Regions from separate parts of the Rattus norvegicus genome. Here region 2 is linked to region 1. A link is a contact called in public Hi-C data. All regions are on one chromosome and are shown on one strand. Each heading gives the region's core, a stretch centred on a gene start, on an enhancer-like site or on the middle of the called end of the contact. The rest is flanking DNA. Distances are from core to core; before and after follow the strand shown. Region 1 holds the start of Pnpla7 (patatin-like phospholipase domain containing 7). Region 2 holds the start of LOC108350588 (60S ribosomal protein L23-like).

Evidence for each region. A called contact is a pair of places that touch in the nucleus more often than the background predicts.
Region 2: a contact with region 1 is called in a Hi-C map of the A7r5 cell line, with 4 times the contacts expected there. The contact joins the promoter of LOC108350588 here to the promoter of Pnpla7 in region 1. A contact is called at or near these places in 3 of 12 Hi-C or Micro-C datasets (the A7r5 cell line, Schwann cells and frontal cortex) and 1 of 1 datasets of contacts at active chromatin or transcription factors (oligodendrocytes).

The regions. Positions count from the first base shown.
Region 1 is chr3:28,177,361-28,184,944 of GRCr8, reverse strand. Pnpla7 (patatin-like phospholipase domain containing 7) reads right to left here and starts at 4,194. Exons shown (of 35, transcript NM_144738.2): 1 at 3,941-4,194; 2 at 1,121-1,195; 3 at 939-1,026; 4 at 394-473. The coding sequence starts at 3,970. It overlaps Mrpl41 (mitochondrial ribosomal protein L41), which reads left to right and starts at 5,190. Exons shown (of 2, transcript NM_001013426.1): 1 at 5,190-5,336; 2 at 5,550-6,108. The coding sequence starts at 5,573. The coding sequence ends at 5,977.
Region 2 is chr3:28,391,678-28,399,261 of GRCr8, reverse strand. It overlaps LOC108350588 (60S ribosomal protein L23-like), which reads right to left and starts at 4,736. Exons shown (of 1, transcript XM_063284810.1): 1 at 1-4,736. Nrarp (Notch-regulated ankyrin repeat protein) reads right to left here. Exons shown (of 1, transcript NM_001143750.1): 1 at 5,963-7,584.

The DNA.
Region 1 (7,584 bases), core at 2,945-5,444:
CCTGCTATTTCTTATTAACACAAACCAGCACTTTAGAAAGCCCAAGTGCCCGTCCTTAGCAGTTATCAAAGCAGTTCACATATTTTAAAGCCAGAGATATACACCCATCGACACCATGCCTCCCTGGCCACCTCCAGGGCACGTGAGGTGTCTCTAGGTAAATGCATTGGTTCTTAGGGGAGGTAGATAACATTCAGCATGACTTAAACCATCTCCTAAATCCTATATCCAGCAGCAGAAGCCCTGGGACCAGAGCAGATGACAGCATGTGTCAGGAGCTGCAGAGAGCAGGGGCTTGAGGGCCTGGCAGACAGCAGATCCCCATTCCACAAAGGCCTGTTTAGAACAGACTCACCACCACCTTGTGCAACACAGGGCTTCCATACAAGTTACCTTCCTCATGATCTTCCGGCCATAAAACATAACTTTGTCTCTCTTCCGGAATCTGTACTGAGGAGTGGGTTCTGCTCGTCCTGTGAAAGGAGAGAGGAAGCATGTGAGATGACAGGGATCTGGGCGACTAGCCTTGAATGGTTGTGTGGTGAACATGGCTGCAACTACAATAGAGTGCAAGTACAAAACAGGCCCTGAATGTGATGGTGCTGACAGCAAGTCACGCTCTACCCTATCCCTGGCTACTGCTCAGACAGTCGACACAGCATGCTCTATCCTATCCCTGGCTACTGCTTAGTCGGGAAAGCAGTAACATAGGAGACTCATCTTCAAAGAGTCAGGAATTTCTTCTGTTCTCACTGGATCCTGGCTTTAGAGAGAACAGAAAAGATCTATGACAGACTAGGATCACCAACCTGGCCCCAGTAGGTGAGCATTTTCCAACAAGACTTCGAGGGAAGCTTCAAGAAGCTCTAAATACCTCATAGGACACAAATGCAGCAGAATCCCCACTGCTCAGCCAGAGTCCAAACCAAGGTACTCACGGAATCTGCTCACTTTTCTGTACACGAAAAAGGCGGCGAGACCAACGAAGGCCAGCGTAAGGAGGACGCCTATTCCAATGCCCATCAGCTACACAGGATGGGAGATAACACAAGTGTCATCGAGGCTGAACACAGCCGGAAGCTTATCAGGGCCCACCCCCTGGGCAGCCCACAGAGATTACCATGGTAGACTGGGAATGCTCCTCCATGAAATGCAGCCCCCAGGAGCTCAGGGCGGTCCCCAAACAGTAGCCAGCCTGAAGAGAGAACACAGTCAGGGGTGGGCAGACAAGGGGCCCCATTTCTCAGTCTTAGCTTCATTAGAGAACAAAAGTAAGTCAGAAGCTAGGGAGAAAATTAATAGCCCTGAAGATTGTTGAGAAACAGGGCTTAACAGACAATTCGGCAGACAAGGCATTTACAGCTGAGTCTGAGAACCTGAACTTAATCCTGGAAACCCGTATGGTGCCAAGATAGAACAGACTGCATAAGCTGTTCTCTCCTCCACACTATGTAGAATTACATTTATATAGTTACACACACACGCAAAGAAATGTAATAACTTTATTTATACTTGTCTTTTTTTTAAATATTTACTTATTATGTAGTGTTCTGCCTCGATGCCAGGAGAGGGCACCAGATTTCACTGGTTATGAGCCACCATGTGATTGAATTCCACATCCCTGGAAGAACAGCCAATGTTTTTAACCTCTCGGACATCTCTCCAGCCAAGTAACTACATTTTTAATTTTAGAGAAAGGATCAATGGTCTTGCTGGGGTGCTGAGATCCTCTGAGCTCAACTGTAAGGACAGAAAAGCAGCAGCCTGTCTCATGAGCTATTTGTGCTACTGGCAAATACCACGTGCGTTAATAAGCCCAACTTCTGGCTCTCCAGTCCTAAGAAGCCCAGGGGAGGTCAAAGCCATCTCTTGGTTCCTCTGGATACCAACAGGACTAGGGTCACAAACCCCAGGATCCATGAGAGCCCATTCGGAACGAATGCTCAGAAACTCCTGAGAGTGTGTCAAGAGTGTGGCATGTGGGGTTGGGGATTTAGCTCAGTGGCAGAGCGCTTGCCTAGCAAGCACAAGGCCCTGGGTTCGGTCCCCAGCTCCAGAAAAAAAAAAAAAAAAAAAAAAAGAAAAGAAAAAAGAAAAGAAAGAGTGTGGCATGCACATTCATGTTAGTCCCAAGTATTTGAAAGGATGAGGCAGGAGGATCATATGCACCCAGGAGTTCCAGCCCAGCCTAGACAACCAGTGACATGTGGTCTTCAAAACAAAAAAGGACACTGGACAAAAAGAAGCCCCAAGGGTAGATCCATCTGGAGTTTGAGACATCCAATATCGGTTCACATCCCAAAAGAGAAATGACAGAGAGTCCTGTCCCCCGCCACCTGTGGTCTCCAAGAAGGCACTGAGAGTACTTTAGATATTCAAGGACCAGTTCCAGGATAGGGAAGGTGGCAGGGGAGCAAGAACTCAGGATGTGGGTGAGGGGTGACCCACAAGGGAAGCTGTCCCCAAAAGCTAAGGACAAAACAAAAAACAAAACAAAACAAAAAAACAAAAAAAAAAAAACAGACCTGCAGCTGTTCCTCAGTCCTCCAATATCCAGCCACCCCTTTCTCCCAAGCAGTTAGGAACGAACAGTGCAGGGCCCACAGTTTCTAACTGACTGCTGAGGACCAAAGCCCAGCCTTAAAAATGAACAGCGTGCCTCAGTCAGCCATCCCTGCCAGAAACCCAAAGAGAGCTGAAGGCCACACAACAAAGAACCCCAAAGGTACAGTCCTGCATCCTAACAGAGTAAGTGGGCGGCCTAGAGAACTCAGCTTTGTGATCCTGGTTGAAAAGGCAAACAATTGAGTCTTGTTTAAGGATGAGGAGGAATAGGTTCCACTAAGTACGCTCTGCAGAAGTTGGTGTTTCATGCCTTTAATCCCAGCCCTGGGAAGGCAGAGGCAGGAGGCTGAGTTCCAGGCCAGCCTGGTCTACAAGTGAGTTCCAGGACAGCCAGGGCTACACAGTGAAACCCTGTCTCAAAAAAACCAGTATGTTCTTGCTTGCTTGTTTGTTTTGGCAGTGCTGGAATTAAAGGCATTGGACACCACTGCCCCAGCCCAGTATGTTCTTAGGTAACTTCCTCGTGACGTAAATGTCACAAGGTGCAAATGTCACAAGATACTATTACCCCATCAATTGATACAATCTGTGGAGTCACTATTGCATGTGGTCTACTGTCGACCAGAACCCTGTGGTACAGTGGATAGCCAGTATGGTTTTGGTTTTAAAACTGAGGCACCCACCTCCCTTCTCCGGTGCCCCAGCTCAGCTCTCACAACTTTATCAATTGGAGTGCACGAGAGCACACCAACCACACCTTCCATGCTCCTCTGAGTTTACCTTATCTGAGGAGAGATACCAAATACAGTCTACCACAGTAGAGCAGCTCAGTCTGTAGCTTTTTAGGATTATTCTTAAGGATCTATTTTTTCTTGCTCATTAAAAAAATCCCAGCACTTGGGAGGCAAAGGCAGGCAGTCTACAAATCCAAGGCCATTTTGGTCTACAGAGTGAGTTCCGCAGATAGGTACAGACCCTGTGTCAATAAAATAATAATAATAATAATAATAATAATAATAATAATAATAATAATAATAATAATAATGGCTTTGGGGGTGTGGCTAGCGTTGGACTGAGAAAAAGACTCTTCAAATACCAAAGTCCTAAGAGAAAACAGTAACAACTGTGACCTTAAGAGGGGAAAAGAAGGCTTCATAATGATCTACTAGCCAACCAAGTTCCTTTGTCCACACTATGTAGAACCACTGTCTAGCAACCAGTGTCCAGCTGGGACGGGGAACTAGATTGAGTTACCACTCCCACATTCCCTAGGTCTTCAAGAAGCTTCGATAGACACCTGAGGCAAAGGGTCCTTCTGATCTCTGGAAAAGTTCCCCCTGTGGGTTTGGGTCTTACCCATGCCTGGTCTACCTACCTCGGGGCAGACATCTTCCTCTTTCTGCATGACTGAAAGCAAAACAATGTAGAGGGCGAAAAGGAGACAGGCTGAGACAAGCTGCTCTTCCAGAACCTTTACGGCAGGACAACTATAGTTCCAGTCTTGCCAGCTCCCTTCCACACAAACGCTCTTATTGGAAGGAACTTCAGAACTCTGTGCTCCAAAACAAGTTGTTTTCCAGAAGCGTCTGCTTTCTCTGTGTGCTTCCGCCTCCGGTAAACAGCCTCACGTGGTCTAAGTGGAACCCACAACTGTGGCCCGGGGTTGGGGTGGGGGTTGGGGGTGGGGAGTTGAGCAGCAGAGTCAGGGTTCAAGCGGCCACGTGGGGACTGCGAACTGGGCTTGGGGGGTGGAGTTAGGGGAGGAGACGAGAAGTGTAAATTGGTTGACAGTTCAGGGAGTTGGGGCAGCTGAGAAAGTGGCTCAGGAGGGAAGCAAAACAACGGGGACGAAGGAGGCAGGCAGTAGGGAAGTATGACGAGCTAGAGGGTGGACTTCACCCGGGCAGGGTGATGATGTACGCAAGGGGAAAGATAAGGAAAGCCGTGTAGAGGTCTCACAGCTCCGGAAAGATTCTAGCCCAGAAGGAGTCTTGATCAGAGGAGGGAAGGGGAAATAGTTATAGCCGAGGAGTAACCCCCGAAAGACCAGAGGACGGGGTATCAAAGGAGAGGGGTGAAGGGTGAAGAGGGACCCAGCCACAGCGGGCAGCGTGTGGACGACATCACAGACACGGTGCATATGGTGTGACCAAAGATGATTAACTAGAGGACCACTAGGATCCACGTAGATTTGGCCATGCGCCAGACCGTGGGGTAGACCGCCGGTCACTGGCGGGTCCTGGATAGTGACAGTCCGGGAAACAGCGGGTCGGAAGTGACTTGGAGGGTCCGCAAACCCCTACTCCCAACACCTAGGGCAGCACGGATGACACCCGCACCGGTCCCGCGGCCGGCCTTGGCGCAGCGGTTGTGAGCCTTCTATCCTGGGGCTGACGACAGCTAAGAGCGACGGCTCGACAGGCTAGAGCTCGACTGCCACCTCCCGGCTCAAGGCGAGAGAGAGCAGGGAGGTGGGCGGTGCATCTACATCCCGCTCTGCGCAACTGCGCGGATTGGCTTAGCTCCCTGGGCCACACACCCTCCGCTCGGCTGAGGCTGGGCATTGGGCGCCTTGGTGACCAGTCAGCGAGGCTCTTACTAAGGAGTGTCTGACCCCGCCTATGGTCGGAATCGCTGTGGGGACCTTGCTGTGTCTGTGAAGGAGCGGACAGGCGGTGTTTTAAACGGCTAAGGCTGCGGAAACCGTGTCTGACCTCAAGTCGGAAAGGGAGAAGAGTCTTGAGGGCCGAACTCTAGAGCCACCAGCCCAGGTCGGTTTCCAGTTGGCGCCGCCTGCACGGGGTCCGGGATCTTTCGCGGTCAGGGGTAGTCTCCTTTAAGAGGGATCTTGGGTCCTCTCTGCCTGTGGCTTCTCGGATCATTGGCTCCCACAGGACCCACGGCCATCCTTGCTCCTGGGCTCTCGGGTTCTGGGTAAGTTCCTCTGGCTCTGATTGACTCCCTTAGCTGCCTTGTTCTTTCAGAGCTGATTTATCCGGAACCCAGCATGGGTTTCCTGACTGCCGTGACTCAAGGCCTGGTGCGGGGAGCGGACAGGATGAGCAAGTGGACAAGCAAGCGGGGACCACGCACCTTCACTAAGAGTCGGGGTGCCAAGAAAACAGGCTTCTATACAAACAGGAAGTTTGTGCAAATAAAAGAAATGGTTCCAGAATTTGTGGTCCCGGACTTGACCGGCTTCAAGCTCAAGCCCTACGTTAATTACCGAGCTCCTGCAGGCATAGACACACCTCTGACCGCCAAAGCGCTCTTCCTGGAAACAGTTGCACCCGCTATCGAAAAAGACTTTAAAGAAGGGACTTTTGATGCTAACAACCTGGAGAAATATGGCTTTGAGCCCACACAGGAAGGCAAACTGTTCCAATTGTATCCCAAGAATTTCCCACGCTAGAAGACCGTGACAGTGGCTAAGGTTTGTCTACAAAGTGGAAACAATACTGACCATGCCTTGGATTCTGAGTGTCTCAAAGAGTAGGGGCAGCTTCCTTGTGCACTTCTATTAAATGCCTTTAGTATCTTGTACAATATATGTTCTGGATCAAGTCATTGACGTGTGCTACAGAGTTCATAACAAATCAGTCTGGGAGCACACTTCTCTGGCTCCAAGATGAGGGTAGTTCCTGTTGGTTTTTCTTAGGAAAACCCTAAGATGTAAGTCACAAAAGCAGTTAATGCCACACTGCTTTTTCATGACCATTACCTTACTCATCATAGCCCCTTAGATGGTTTTTGTCCCATTGAAGACTTAGCTAACCCTTATATTTAACACCTTTTATTTGAAATAATTGGGCCAGCAGGATCCCTTTAATGATAACCAAAATAGTTATTCCATCAAAAAAAATAACATGAGTGGGGAGAGAGTTGAGCCAATATAGTGCTTACCATGCAGTCAGGAAGACCCAAGTTAAGCCCGTGTAAAAAGCAAGTGTGGTGGCCTATGCTTGAGACCTCAGCAATAGGAAAGAGAACAGGATCTCTGGGGCTTGCTGCCCCAGGCTTGATGTCCTGGAACTTACTATGTAGACCACCAGGCTGCCCTCAGCCTGTCAGAGATCTGTCATGTGCTTTAAGACAGGCATCACCACAGCCTGTCTTAAAAGGCAGAAAGGAACAGGACCTGTGAGCTTAGCATTTGGGAATAAGCTTAGGTAGGTGAATCTTAAGTTTAAAGCCAACCAGCTTAGACTACATAGTAAGCTTATGATCAGCCTGGAATATGTAGGCACAGGGAAGGAAAAGATAGTTGGGAATACAGTTCAGTGCTAGATACCATAACTTGTCTACATATGTAAGTCCCTGTATTTGATGGAACTTCATTTAAAATAACATTTTCTTTTCTAAACACGTGTGTATCATACTGAGAGTCAGATGTATCCCAGTGCCTTCTCTTGCCAGGTAAGAGTCAAAATGGGAATCTCAATAGCTCCATAGCCTGATGTGACCCCACAGAACCATCTATTGAACTGACGAAGTTGTTAGTGCTATGATTAAGTGGTGAGTGCCTCACACTGACCCTTACAAATAATTCCCGTTTGTGCTCCCTGGAGCAGCTTGTAATGTTTACACACCTTTTATTCCCTTACCCACTTTTAAAATTAGTTCAGAGCTGGGAATAATGCCACTTCCAGTATCAAAAAAGGTAAAACTTCTGTTTAGGAAATAACTTCTGCTTATTTTGTAAGGTAAGAGTTTAAAAAGAGGGCTGTAGGGCTAGCACGGTGGCTCAATGGTACTTCCTGCCAAGCCTCACACCGGCCCTGCACATTGTCCTGTGATCGCCACATGTATACAGTGGTATTTGTGTACTCACAAAAAATCAAAGAAACCCTTTGATGGGCCGCAGGCTAGAGATTCAAGGGTTAGTAGTGCTCCCCACTCTTGCAGCACTTGCAAAGCTGTCTGTAACTCTTAACTTCCAGGTGATCCAATAGCCTCTTCTGACCTCAGGAGCAGCAGACACATATGGGCACAGTTAAACATTCATACACATAAAAAAAT
Region 2 (7,584 bases), core at 3,487-5,986, 210 kb before region 1:
CCTCTGGAAGAGCAGTCAGTGCTCTTAACCACTGAGCCATCCCATCTCCAGCCCCTGTTAAATTTTTTCAAAATTATGCTATGTTAGTGTCCCCAGGGGCCTGAAGGGGATGTTGGATCTCCCGGAGCTAGAGTTACAGACAGCTGTGGGTAGGCAGACATGGGTGGGTAGCGATTGAACCAGGGTCCTTTGCAAGAGCCACCGAGTCACCTCTTCAGCTCTGTAAAATCGTCTTTCATTCTCTTTCCTGAACTTTTAAAAATGCTGTTTCAAGCTGAGTATAGTGGTGCTCAGCTTTAATTCCGGCACTCAGGAGGCAGAGGCAGCTTGCAGTCTATATAGTAAGTTCTAGGGCAGACAGAGATGTATAGTAAGACTCACAAAAATCATACAACAAGCAAAAGACATATTATTGTCCTCCCCCAAAATGGGCCCATCAGTCACCTAGACGGGGACCTGTTCTAAAAGAAATAATGTAAGTGTGGTGGTGGTGGCACAGCCTTTGATCCCAGCACTCAGGAGGCAGAGGCAGGAGGATCTCTGAGTTTGAGGGCAGCCTGGTCTACAGACTGAGTTTCAGGACAACCAGGGCTACACAGAGAAATCCTGTCTCGAAAAAACAAATGTTCCACCATGACGACACATGCCTAGTCCCCAAAGCTTTTAGTTGTTGTTGTTGTTATTATTATTATTATTAGTAGTAGTATTAATTATTGGTTTTTCAAGACAGGGTTTCTCTGTGTAGCCAGGCTGGCCTTGAACTCAAAGATCAATCTGCATCTGCCTCCCTAGTACTGGGATTAAAGGCGTGTGTTACCACCACCAAGCTTATATTATTTTAAATTATGTTTGGGGGGTATGCAGGTTTGAGACAGGGATTCTCTGTAGAGCCTTGACTGTTCTAGAACTCACGTTGTAGATCAGGCTAGCCTTGAATCAGAACCTCTTGCCTCTGCTTCCCAAATTCTGGGATTAAAGACATTCACTACACCTGGCTCAGAAAGTTATTTTTAATTTCAAGCTTGAATTTATTTTCTTGAGGCTGGGTCTCACTATGTAGCTCTGGCTGGCCTCCGACTCACAGACTCTGAGTGCCGACATTGTAGGCGCGGGGCAGCTCCAAGCCTAGCCATGTGCATGATGCGTATGCATGAGTGTATGTGTCACGGCTAGTGTGTGGAGACCACAGGACACCTGTGGAGTTGCTGCTCTCCCCTCCCTTCACCATTGGTCAGCAGGCTTGTGTAGCAAGTGCCATCATCTGTGACACTCAGCAGCCTTCGGAGGTGGTTTTTGATAGATGCATATCTTTTTTTTTCTCTCTTTTTTTTTTTTTTTTTTCGGAGCTGGGGACCGAACCCAGGGCCTTGCGCTTGCTAGGCAAGCGCTCTACCACTGAGCTAAATCCCCAACCCCGATAGATGCATATCTTAACTACCTTTATATTACTGTGATAAAACATCATGACCAAAGCAATTTAGAAAAGAAACCGTTTAATTGCCAGGCAGTGGTAGTGCATCCTTTTAATCCCAGCAGAAGACTGGGTGGAAGAAGAAGGAAGGTCTTTACATTTGAGGCCTAGAATCAAGCTCCAGGACAGCCAGGGATACACAGCAGGGAGGACAAGAGGATGAGAGGGAAGGAGGAAGGTAGGGGAAAGGGGGGGGGGAAGGGACAGAGGGAGGGAGGGAGGGAGGGAGGGAGGGAGGGAGGGAGAACATTTAATTGGCTTATGGTTTCAGCTTATCATTTTAGGTTGCAGGAGGAGAGGCAGCCTACTAGTGCCAGCCACCACTGGACCCACAGGGGGCTGGCCCTCAAGGCTCCCACAGAGGCTCCAGGCTCTATACCCAGGGCACCCTCTAATATATTGTGATGATCATTTGGAATGTGTCCTGTATCTTGCAGCCATTAGAAATGTGGCCCTTGGGGGAAGGGCTACAACTGTGGCTGTTCTGCTAACCATCTTTGAAGCCTTGGACCTTGGATTATCTTCCTTTTTCCATTTGGTCAAGACATCATAGGGACAGCAGGAGTGATCCAGGGGTTCCAGCTGGGCAGTTGGCCTCTGTCACCTAATGCTCCACCTTCTGATTTGTTGTCTCGGCCTTTCCTGTTCTTTCCACAAATGATCAGGCTTTAACTTCCGCTACACGGCCAAGGCCGGCTGTGCATTTCCTCCCTAGTCTTTCCCTATTTCTTTCTCTCTATCCATCCCGCTCACTTGGTTTTGAGAACTCGCTCTCTGTCCCATAACCCACCTTGTCGAGCTCCCACGCTGTGCGAAGCTCCAGCTGGTCATGCCTTTCTGATCTGTGCATGTCAGTTCTTGCTCCAAAGTGACCTAAGCACTTCACCCAACCTTCGCTTCATGCCTCGACGGATGGAGGTTAGAGTCCTGGGTAACCATGTGCACAAACACAGCTGCCCACCCGGTCACACACCTAGTGTTCTTGGCGGGGACCAAGTGCGGGCCGTGACCACAGGGAGGCAGCATAGCCTCGCAGGCCAGACGCAGCCGCCCCCTCCCCAGCTTCCACCCCCTTTTCCCTAACTCGCTTTAAGCGCCACAGGATGAGCCGAGGTCATCAGAAGCTGGGGAGGTCCAAGTTGGGCAAGGAGCGTCCGAGATCCAGTCTCGCCCCTGTTCTCCCGCCCGGTCCTTGTTCCACCGTGCCGAAGGGGAACCCCGCCCGCTCACGGGAGGTGACCAGAGATCTCTGCTCCTGTTTGGTCAGGACCGGGGTGTTCTCAGACTCTGCTTGGGTCTCCTACAACCTCCTTGTCTTGGGGTGGACAGCAGTGTGGCTCGCGGCCCTGCACACGTGCACCAAGAGTCCCCGAGGCACTAAGAAGTGTCTGGAGGGCAAAGGCAGGTCTTCCTAAGGAGCTGCGGGTCCCAGGCCGTGACCTAGAGCAGACGACAGCTGGTCTCTGCTCTCACACCGAGCCCGGCAGTGGGTGCTTGGGCAGCCGGTGCGCCGGAGGGCGCCGCTCTCGGTCGCCTCGCCTGGCGGGCTCGCAGGAACCGCCCTGCTGGCTTTGAATGTAAAGACTCTGCCTTTGTGAGTGCTTGCCCGCCCCACCGGCCGCCGTCCTCATTAGCATAGCAGCTGCTCGCCGAGCGAGGACCGGCTCAGGAGAGGGCAGAGGCCTCCGGAATGAATGGGGCCGCGGCTTCGGTGCGGGCGAGAGAAGAAAGACCGACAGACGGACACGCAGGGGACTGTCGGAAGGACATCCAACCAGAAGAATGCGCCGCACGGGGGCGGGGCTGAGGCGGTGGGGGAGGGCGGCCTCCAGGGACCCTAGAGCCCCAGGAGGGTCTTGCCAAGGCCTCAGAAGGAGCAGTTGCTGAGGTTCCCAGACCTTCGACGGCCCCTCCTACGGCCTGAGCCCTTATACGGAGGGCTTGGGCTTTGTTGCTTAGCAGTCCCAGGCAAGAGGCCTCCTTTCCCGTCCTTCAAGGCCTGTGGATGTCGCCTCTTCCCTGAGGCCTCATGGGAGCACCAAGACACAGCTGGCTTTCCCAGGTCAAAGGGTAGCTGTTCCTTCATCTGTGGTACACGCCCCCTCTGTCCTTTTTTTTTTTTTTTTTTTTTTCTTTTCTTTTTTTTTCGGAGCTGGGGACCGAACCCAGGGCCTTGCGCTTGCTAGGCAAGCGCTCTACCACTGAGCTAAATCCCCAACCCCCTCTGTCCATTTTTGTGGCGAGCTTTAGGGACAAGAGTGCCCCATAGCCACTTCTCTTTTCCCTTTCTGGCCTGCTTTGTGTCCTGACTCTCCCCTGTTGGCTCTTCCCAGTCCACTCTTACAAGTAGACGATATTTCTGCATTTCTGGAAGTAAATGTTTTCTCTGTAATGGGTCAGATCAGAGATGGGTAGGAGCCAAGCACTCTTCTGAAAACGGGGCCCTCACATTCTCTGTGTCCTTTCTCCCTTTAGGGTTTCCCAATTCTGGTGCCCATTCCTTCTCCAGGTCCTCTCAGTGCCTCTTGGCTTGTACCCTCACCTAGCAACAGGCACATCTGCAGCTCTGGAAGGCCAGGACAGAGGGGGAACCTGGGTCATCTATAACTTCTTTTCACCTGCCCTAACCTGGACCAGTTTGGGGAGAGGATAGGAAATTTATCCCAGACTCGTCTAGCCAATACCACTGCCCACTCCACTGCAGTGGGTACTTTGTTGAGCTGAAAGGACCACTGGCCACTACATTCTAGGGCGCTGGAGATACGGCAACCTTGACTTGGTCACATCTAGAGACTTAGGCCTGCTCCCACTGCACAAGCAACTGGCTGTCATGGGAGACATTCAGTGGAGTACTGTTCCTGCTGAACCCTCCCTGCTCTGCCAGCCTAAAGACTTCAGCTAAGTCCTCCCCTGCTCACTCTGGAGCACGCTGCCCAGTCGCACTCTGTGGGCCTGACTAGCTGGCACTCCTGCCATAGCTGAGCCCACCAAGGGGAAGGGCTGGTGATTTGAGGGTTGAGTGTGTCTACCTACCTGCCTCCTAGTCTCCTAGTGTGCTGCATTGTGAAGAGGCTGTGCTTTCACCTCAGCTCAGACAGCATGGGTTCCCTCCTCAGCCATCTTTTTTTTTCTTTTTTCTTTTTTTTTTTTTTTTTTTTTTGAGATAGGGTTTCTCTGTCTGTGTAGCCCTGACTGTGTCACTGTGAAGATCAGACCGGCCTCAAACTCAAGAGCTCTGCCTGCCTCTGCCTCCCCTGTGCTTGGACTAAAGGTCTATGCCACCAAACCCTGGTTTCCCATCTCTTCTTAGCTTCACTTCATTGATGGCACAACACAGTCTGCTGTATCCCTCCAAAGAGAAGGAGATGCAGGACTGCAGCTGGCAAAGGCGTATCTGGAAGCCCTCGAGCCTCTCCTAGGTGGGGTAATTCTAAAGGTGCTGTGAAGGCAGTGATTCTTGTCTAGCCTTCCCTCCTCACAACTCCAAGTTAGTACTCGAACAGTCTAGGGAGAGGGTGGGGAATAAAGACTTAACCGGCCACATCATTCTAGCTGTGGGCAGTCTGTTGAGCTGGAAGAACGGTTGGCCATTGCACTCCAGGGAAAGGGACATCAGCAACAGTATAACTTCGGACTTGTCTCATTCCCATGAAAATAGTATAGCGCAGGGGAAGGCATGGGTACTCCCAGTGGTAACAATTCCTGGAGCAGGACTTCTGAGGAAGATCCCATGTCTCTGCAGAGTATATACATCATAGTCTGCTCACTCTTGGAAGTTTAATAACCTTATTGTTGCTAGGGAGAAAATGATAAGACCTCAAAGTAGGAACCTGAGGGGTGTGTGGGGGACTGGTGGCTGCCTGGAGTTTGTATCACAATAGCTACTTATATCACGGCTCCTTCAGAGTTCCTCTCATGGCTGCTGCTGCTCTGGTCCAGTCAGGCACCTCCTTCCCTGATTCCAATTCGGACCCCAGGACAGGGCTGTCCATATTCCTCCAATGCATTTCCTCAAATCACAGGTATGGGAAACCTGGACCTAACTCAGATCTGCTTTTTGGTGAATTTGGCCCTGGACTCTGGAAGTCCAAATGTCTAGAGTTGTTACTTGCCCTGGAGCAACTGGAATGTTCCCCCAAATCTAAAGAGACCCTCATCTGTGCAGAACTTCCTCCAGGGTTTCAACTCTCAGGCTGGGTAGGAAGCAGGAAGAGCTACAAGCAGATATTTCTCTGGGGAGGTCTCAGCCTCTCTGTCAGTACTAGGAAGTGGCTAAGACAGGAGCTCCTGAGGTGCATCTGGGTTTCCGAAGCCCCTGTGGTTGAGTTAGACTTGACGGTTGAGCTAGGCTGAGCTCATGTTTTACCCAGCTTGTTCTCTAGGTTCACAAGCCAAGCAGCCATCCTCTATTAGCTAAAGACAGCATGCCATGGCCCAATCCTCATCTGCTTACAGAGGATCCATGACTTGTTCCAAAATTAAGAACCAGTATTTTTTTTAATATAAAAAGAGCAATGAAAAATTTATTTATAAATTTTTCACGATGGGCTACAAGTCTATATCATACGCTCAGGAGTGTGCCAGACTTCATACAGATAGAAGAGACCAGACCAAGACCCATCTGAAGCTTCAACATAGGTCTAGGAAGTCTTAACATTAATTAACATAATTAAAAAGGCATTTGCATGAAGAAAAACCATAGAGAACTCCTTCTGAAGTAATCTGTGCTTGTCTCAATGTTTGCCACTTTCACATTATCACTGTTCCTCCCACACTGGTTCATAAAAGTGTAGAAGACCAAAGAGAAGGACCAGGCAGCACAAAGGGCCCCACCCACCTGTGTCCTCAAGTGCTCCCCATTTTTGTACGCAGGGTCAGCAGCACTTCTACGAAGGGGAAACCTCATTTAAATTTGAATAATTCAGCCTCCCTTTTATTCCCCAGAATCAAAACAAAAAGGGGTGTGGGGTTGCATAGGAAATTGGAATCACAGAAACCAGGAAGTCTCCTTCCAGAGACAGCAAGTGACACTCCACACCTCCTCCAGCCCTGGTCCTTGGCACAGCCCCTCCCTCATGGCAGGATCCTCTGATCATAATAGGCTTGAGGGTGGGGAGGGGGCTGGGGAAGGCAGAAAGGTCACGGCAGCCCTTCCACTCATTCAGCAATACCATGAGAGATTCACAGTCTTTATAGGAATTTTATAAAAATATAAATATGGGTACACAACAGCCTTCACAACGCTGGATACAACGCCCTTTAAAATTGGGTTCATAACCAAGATTCAAAAAATACACCTAAAACTTGGCTTAAAATATGTTAATATTTTATATTCTGTCATAAATGTTATGACATTTACTTGTGGCAAATTCATTTACTTTTTTAAAAAAGTGTGCAACCGACTATTAACTATAATAGAAGTCACTAGGAAGGGTAACATGCTCTCAGAATCCCCACGTCCCAGCCACGCGGGCTTCAAGGTCCCTTTGGAACTTTGCTAAACCAGCTGGTGTGGAGAATGGTGGCCTCTCACGGGAAGGGAAAGGGAGATAGATTCTGGGCTCCCTGAACTCAGAATCCAGGGAGAATAACAGAGGAATGAGGTGTGGAAGATTAGGGACTTGGTGGGGGAGGGGCTAGCAATGGGAAAACCATAGGACTAGGCGGTATTTTCAGTGCAACCAAGAAATGGTAGACTCAAGTTTTTAGTTTTAAGGAAAAAAAAATGCATCTTTCTCCCATAACCACGCACAATATTTCCAAACAAAAAACTCAGGCGCACAAACTTCACCCACAAATATACACACACGTGATAAATAGTTGAGGACATCAGGAACCCGGAGCGTCCCCTTCCCTCGTGAGAGGGCGCGCAGATGGTGGAGCCCGGTAGTGGCTGCTTGGCGGCCGCCAGTTGTGGGAGCCACAGTGCGGGCGGGCGGGTCTCACGGGCGGCGGCGGGAGCGCGAGTCCGCCCGCGTCTTTCACCTTCCGGAGAAAACATTTCAAGCGGAGGATCCGGTATCTCGGGATTCCGAAGTCTCCCGGTGTGAGACTCAAATTTCAAAATGGACTGGAGCCTGCGCCCCGCCCCCACCCTCTAGGCGGTCGGGGGC